Regions from separate parts of the Rattus norvegicus genome. Here region 1 is linked to region 2. A link is a contact called in public Hi-C data. All regions are on one chromosome and are shown on one strand. Each heading gives the region's core, a stretch centred on a gene start, on an enhancer-like site or on the middle of the called end of the contact. The rest is flanking DNA. Distances are from core to core; before and after follow the strand shown. Region 1 holds the start of Tstd2 (thiosulfate sulfurtransferase like domain containing 2). Region 2 holds the start of Tdrd7 (tudor domain containing 7).

Region 1 (3,596 bases), core at 459-2,958, 170 kb after region 2:
CTCAACCTATTCCGATAATTTGTCCCTGCTCTTCTTTTTTTTTTTTTTTTTTTTTTTGTTGTTGTTGTTGTTGTTGTTCTTTTTTTCGGAGCTGGGGACCGAACCCAGGGCCTTGCACTTCCTAGGTAACCGCTCTACCACTGAGCTAAATCCCCAGCCCCAGTCCCTGCTCTTCTGATCACAACTTGTACCACTCTCCCTTCGCTATTAAGTCAATCAGACTACAGTGCCTGTGGTCATTCCTGAGGGGTCCATTTAGGGCTTCGGCTTCTAAAAGAAACTCCCCTTTGTTTACCACACAGCTTCAATATCCTGAACACCATCTTGTGTACAGAAGGTAACAAATGTCAATTAATACAATATAGTACTTGTTGAATAAAATAAAGCAAAAGTTGAAGAGTCAGAAATAACTCTGTAGGTATCCGATGGCCAGTCATGTAGGTTCACAGCAGAGACCATCAGGTAAAGTAAATAAGTCTTAATTCCCAAAATGTGAACAATCTGGACTTATCAGAAGAACATAGTGGTTTATACACAATGATGGGTACAGAACCCAAGAAGCCATAGTTTGGAATTTGCAATAGAAATTCCTGGAAAGATGGATTGCTTATATGTATGAATAAATAAATGAAAAGAATAAATAAAAGACAATCTAAGAGAGAGAGAGAGAGAGAGAGAGAGAGAGAGAGAGAGAGAGAAGAAGAAGAAGAAGAAGAAGAAGAGGAGGAGGAGGAGGAGGAGGAGGAGGAGGAGGAGGAGGAGGAGCCAGAACGATGGCTCATTGGTTAAGAGTGCCTACTGCTCTTGCAGAAGACCCAGGACTCAGCACCCCACCCCACCCGACTCTCGCCCACTCTCCTCCTCCCATCTCACATGTCAGTCAGAAACTCCAGTTCCAGGGTGGTGTACAACTTACACCCAGGAACAAACACATAGAATTTTTTTTAAGTCCATGAAGGGTTTTAAACATAGTGAATAAGTGGTTATAACTTGCTTTGAAAGTACAGCAGGCAGTGTTAGTGGAAAAACTGTAAAACAGGAAGTGAAGGGTCTAATGATTCCTCCCTAAATTCATGGATTAAGCAAACTACAGAAACGGCCATTTGCTGTAACAGGTAAGACTGAAGGAAAAGTTTTGGCTAGACCACGGACAAGGCAGTTTGGTGCCCATCACAGGGCAGAAACGTCCACATACTGTACACGTGCAGAGGGACAGAAGAACAATTGGATGCAGACCGATCAATAGCTGAGGCGCCCGTCAGCTGGAAGAGGTGAGCAGTAGGACGGCAGTAAGCAGGCTCGGCCGGGCGGGCCTGGCTCCCCTACCGCTGAGAGTGGCTTGCCCTTCTTCCCCGCTCAGTTTTCCCGAGACGTCTACAGCCAGACGGCAAAAGCGAGAACACGTACCCGCAATACCTAGGCCTTTCCTGGGTCTCCCTTCTCCAACTTGGCGCTGCTCCCCGCCCTGGAGCCCACGCCCCCCCCCCGGCTCGCGCGTGCGTAGAAAGTCCCTGAAACGTCACCTATCTCCGGAAGTCTCCAAAGTCGTCGGCGCAGGGGCCGCCGGGAAAATACTGCTGGGCCTGTGCAAAGCTGAGGCGGGATCGTTGCAGCCCGGATAATTTAGCTCGCCGTCCGGAAGGTCCCAGAGTGGAAAGCCGGAGGAGGCGGCTGAGCTTGGACTTGCAGACGCCGGCCTTCCACCGCGAAACCCATCCGGTGCCTCTCCGCTCGCGCTTCCGGCAGGCGTCGTGAGCGAGTGCGCCTGCGCGCCGCTCAGTCCGCGCGCCTCGCCACTGACCGCGCACCGGCCGGCCGGCAGCCCGACGGTTCTGGTGTTGCAGGCGACCCGCAACTCAGATCCGCTGCGCATCAGCAAGCAGCATGTCGCGGAGGCGGCACAGCTACGAGAACGATGGTGAGTGCTCTGGGCCTGGCCACCGCACCCAGGTGAGAGTTGAGAGGCCGGACTGCCCTCGGTCTCTAGGGAACAAATAGGAGTCCTTTCTCCCCGGGAGGGTTCGAGGAGCCCCGAAGGGAGGCGACTGGCTCGGGTGTGGATAGTGGCTTCAGGAAAGCGACGGCCTCCCTGCTGCCCCATCTCCTTCAGTCACGGGGAAGGAAGGCCTGGTGTACCCCGTGGGCAAACCCGACCTGGAGTCCGGCGACACTGAAGACTTAATCCCTCACTACTGATCGTGGAAACGCACGTGTCTGCTGCTGCCCCTTAGGGTCAGTTAGTGGCGGGGATCTAGTGGACCAGTGTTTTCATTTTAACCCTCCAGGGTGCACTTGGAAAGGACCCTGGGAAGACGGGAAAAGAACAAAGCTATGACAGAGATCGGATGTATTGCAATCTGAACCCTACCCCTCTACCTGCCACCTTCTGATTTCCCTCTTAGGCTTCAGGGAAAGAATACCAACACCTCAGAGGTCACTAATAAACAGACACATGCTGTTTTGCTGGATTGACTTTAAGCCTATTTCCCTGTGTAAGAAAGTGCAGGAGAACTAACCTGAGCATATTAGTAATTCTCATGTCAGTTTTGATAGTCGCGGGCAAGGAGGTTGTCGTGTTGCCATAAATTTTGTTGCCAAGCTCAATTTTGCACCATTATTGCCTCTCAAGGACACAGCCATACCCAGAAGTGAAACTTGGAGCTGTTGATATTAGTGAATTCCTCTTTGAAATGTATGTTAGATCCAAATGATCAAGACAAGAAAAAACTTTAGAACCCAAGGGTTTAGGTTCAAAGCTCGACATCTGCTATTTACTATGTGATCTTGTCATGGTCATATGCCCTCCAATACTAAGCCTTTTGATTTCTACGAGGACTAAATGAGATACTGTGCTCACCAGTAAGTAGTTCATGATGCTGTTTGTTTTACCAACTGTCAATGTCTCAAAGGTGATACAGATAAATGTTGACGTCATTAAGAAAAAAGCCGCCCCCCCCCTCCAAATTAATTGGGTAGCTTCCTTCCTTGGAATGTTAAGACAACCAAGTAGAATCACACATAGTTTTAAAGTGGACCACCAGGTTTTTGCTAGGCAGTACCTGAGAGAATGCCCTGATACATCAGAGCAAGTCGGAACTCCCACCACATCAGCATAGCTGCTCTGCTTGCCTGATTTTGTTTTTGTATTTAACATGATGGCTTCTTATGTAATTCATGTACAGAGCACAGGGAATACAGCTTTTCTCTGCTTTGTATCTGACTACTGAACTAATCTGCTTGGGATCAGAGAATTTGTCCTTGGTCTTCATCCTAGTTCTTTCCATTCTCTTGTCTCCATTTTTTCTCTCACTTCCAGGTTACCCCTAAAGTGAGGGTGTCACTGGAGAATTAGAATATGAATATATAGAAAACCTCTTATGGCTTGCTTAGAAGGCTTGCAAATTTTGGTTGTGTTGGCTTTTTTTTACCAGCTAGCGGCTGAATCATTTTTTCAGTTGGGTCTGGGTACAGAAACCTTAGAGAGTAGATAGAACAAAGTGACATACAATTAAGCATTTGTTAATCGAAATTCAGTATAGCAAATCATTTAGTGGTAGAGAGGCTGTTTATAGTTCCTCCAATTGTAGACATATGGA
Region 2 (3,301 bases), core at 150-2,649:
TAGGGTCCATGCACGCATCATCTTATGATTGGTTTTATATATAGAACTCAACATTGCCTAACTTCTATCCCCACAGCATGCTCTCAGTTCACAGATGCTGTTTTTACCCTTACCCCCCATCAGAATGTGGAGTCGGGGCATGTCAGAGCATTGCAGAATCCAAATAGAGAACAGTTGCATTCTGGGTCTGCGAAAGCCACTGCTGCGTTTAGTTTAACGGGCAGGGTAGGGAGGAAGACATCTGAAACAGACTGAAATAGAATAAAAGCACTGTAGAGAATTCTGTTTCAGAGACCCCTCGGCAGCTTTAGGCAGGGATCAGATGTGAAGTTATGAAAGAGAACAGTGTTCAAAGAACACCCCTGGTCAAAGCCTTAGGACAGAACCTTCTGAGCACAGGATATGCGGCTTTTCACGATCTCCTTCCAGTCTATTCATCGCCTATGAGTCTGTAACAGTCAATTGTCTACTCACCACCAAAGGATGTTTATGCTATCTGTCTTTAGGTATTGCAAGCAAAGCTGATTTAAACATCCCTTTACAGGTCTATGACGAATAAACCCTTTCCTTTCTCTTAGGTCAATACCTGGGAGTGGAAACTCAGTGAGCAAGGGTTATAAACTACTAGTGTATGCAACAACACAGAAAAACCTCAATAGAATTCTGATGAGTGAAGAAAGCCAGACCCTCCCCCTTAATGACAATACCTATGGAATAATTACATTTATAGAAAATCCCAGAAAAAGTAAGCAGCTCTATAGTGAGTAAACAGGACTAAAAGGTGGGGCATGAGGTAAACATTATAGAAAGAGAGAGAACTTTGAGGGTGTGGCTATGTTCGTTATGCTAATATTTGTGATCGTTTCCCTGTTGTATGCATACCAAATACATGAAACTGTACATTCGAATCGTGCAGCTTATAGTACCGCGAGTATACCTCAAACTGTAAAAAAAAAAAAAAAAATGTTGGTTGAGGAGGCAGCAGTCTCTCAGCAAAAAGATACAGAATGATGCCAAATCTTCATGATGTGTGACAGCAAAAGCAGGCATTACATGTTAGTGGAATTACCGTGGAGTGAATAAATAGCGGCTATTCAACATTTTTAGAATGAATTAAAGAATTTGATAAGTATTTATTTCATGCTTATTATATACGGGGAAGTGCCCTTAGACAGCTTTAGTTTTAGAGCAGTGCTATACAGGCGTGAAGAATCCGTGACAAAGCATTTTAATGTAGTCACCCTCCTCCAAAGAGTGACCTAGAAGACAGCTGAAGACCGACTGACTAGGAGAATGAAAAGTAACTATTGCCATGCTGAAGAGAATGAACTTTGTGGAAAGAGACTGAAGCCCACACCCCGCCGTCTGGCCGGCGTGCGCACGCGCAGAAACCGCTAGGCGGCGTCGGTTTCCCCTCTTACACGCGGAACTCGAAGTGGGCGGCCGTGGCCGCAGTGCTTGCGTCTGCGCAGAGCTGAGCCGGCCGGCTAAGGGGCGGGGCGTGGTGCGACAGGGCGTGGCCTAGAAGGCGGGGCTTTAGGTGATTCCCAAGCCGCGGCTCAGGCCGTGCTGGGGAAACCGAAAGTGGGCGGCGGCCGCGTCCGGGGCCCTGGCGGAGGTGGCGGAGGGAGCCGGGCCCAGAGGCGCGGGCGTGGGCCGCGGGCCCCCGGGACGAGGTAAGCTCAGGTCGGGGCGCGACAGGTGCGGGCGACGCCGGGCGGGCTGCGGGGCGGCAGGGCACGGGCAGGACAGCGGCTGGGCGCGGCGCCTCAGGCCCGGGCCTCGTCCCCGCCGCGGCGGGGTTCCAGAGCGTCGTGCGTGACGCCCGGGGACGTGAGCCAGGCGTCCACCCAGCCGGCCACTGTGCAGCGGGAGATGCAGAGGGGGGCGTGGGCGGCGCGCAGATCTGAGCAGGAAGTGGCTCCCTGTCAGGAGCAACCGGCCTCGGCCCCCCCCTCCCCCCGTGCTGGGCAGCGGTACCCGAGCTCTGCGCAGTTGTGCCAGCCCCGCGGGCCACACTGCGGCGGCCTCCGCTCTCGAGACCGGCCGGTGCAGGCCGCGCACATCAGGCAGGACCTACACGTAGCCGTTCCTGTCAACCGTGAGCGCTGGGGAGGAAACAAGCATTCACAGAGAAGTTGTCTTGGAAGTCGGAGCTGACAGCTTTTCTTCTCCTATCCGCTTGAGGGTACATTTCTGTTAATATCCAGGGCTACCACTCCCCAGTCATTTTGGGGAGCAGGGGAGAGAGTGTGTATAGATGTTAAGACCCAACCCCAAAGGATTCTGATACCACCACCACAAACCAACCAAGAAAACCACTATTTGCGTTGCTCTCAACCTCAGCTCTGCAGATGGACGTTTGCAGGGAAGTGTTCTTGGGACTGGAAACGCCTTTAGTGACAGAAATGTAATTTAGAACTAAATCCCCATCTCTTACCGGCTCCCAAGATGCGGATGAAAATGTGGCATTCTACAGTGCGGCCTTTGCAGATACGTATTGGAATCTGAGCTTCAAAGCTTAAATGTGAGATCGGGAATCAATTGCACCCCTGGTCCCTGAGCCTGCTCATGTACCAAATGGGAATAGCTAACTTACCCTTCGAAGTGTTTTCAAGACAAGATAAATCTTTGGCTCATGGTGATAATTGTCCAAAGTGACTTTTTCTTTCCCTCAACTCCTCATATTTTACAGGTTGGGATTTCAAGGTTTTTGAGGGCAGGGACACACAAAACTTTATATAGGGTAAGTTGGCACACTGTGTAGACCCAGCTGATGTGGTTGAGCTTCAGTTACATGCAAAATACCATGCTGGCCGTTGAGCACAGCTCCTTGTCCCTTTTCTTCGCTAGATTTTCTCTTTGCTAAGACAATGAGGCAGCACTTGGCAGTGCTCTAAGATTTTAGTCCCTGTGGATTGGAAGTGGAATGTAATCCCTGCTAATACCCTTTTAAATGCGCCACTTGAGCCTGGCTGGGTGAGCTATTGTGTTGCATTGAGTTTAAAACTCCTAGAAAGATCAGCTCTTTTTTTAAAGTGTTCTAAGATAGTTGAGTGTAAAGAAAATACACTTTATAATTCCATTCTGAGTGCCTGTTTTTTTTTTTTTGTTTTGTTTTTTGTTTTTTGACCAAGTATAAGTAGCAAAAGCTAAACTTTAATGTAGAGAAAAATGTCTGGATGCTATCATGCATCATGAGTTTCTCGCTGCTTGGAATGAGTCTGACTTTCTTATTTCTATGAACATGCCTTTTTTCTTTATGCCAAACTTGCCTTTTCTTCTCTTCATCCTATCTCTG

Evidence for each region. Hi-C and Micro-C count contacts between places; a contact is called where the count stands out from the background.
Region 1: a Hi-C map of liver shows a contact between it and region 2, with 2.5 times the contacts expected there. The contact joins the promoter of Tstd2 here to the promoter of Tdrd7 in region 2. A contact is called at or near these places in 2 of 12 Hi-C or Micro-C datasets (Schwann cells and liver).

What each region holds. Positions count from the first base shown.
Region 1 is chr5:65,209,817-65,213,412 of GRCr8, forward strand. Tstd2 (thiosulfate sulfurtransferase like domain containing 2) reads right to left here and starts at 1,709. Exons shown (of 10, transcript NM_001108663.1): 1 at 1,524-1,709. Ncbp1 (nuclear cap binding protein subunit 1) reads left to right here and starts at 1,816. Exons shown (of 23, transcript NM_001014785.1): 1 at 1,816-1,918. The coding sequence starts at 1,885.
Region 2 is chr5:65,039,917-65,043,217 of GRCr8, forward strand. It overlaps Tdrd7 (tudor domain containing 7), which reads left to right and starts at 1,400. Exons shown (of 18, transcript NM_138871.2): 1 at 1,400-1,676.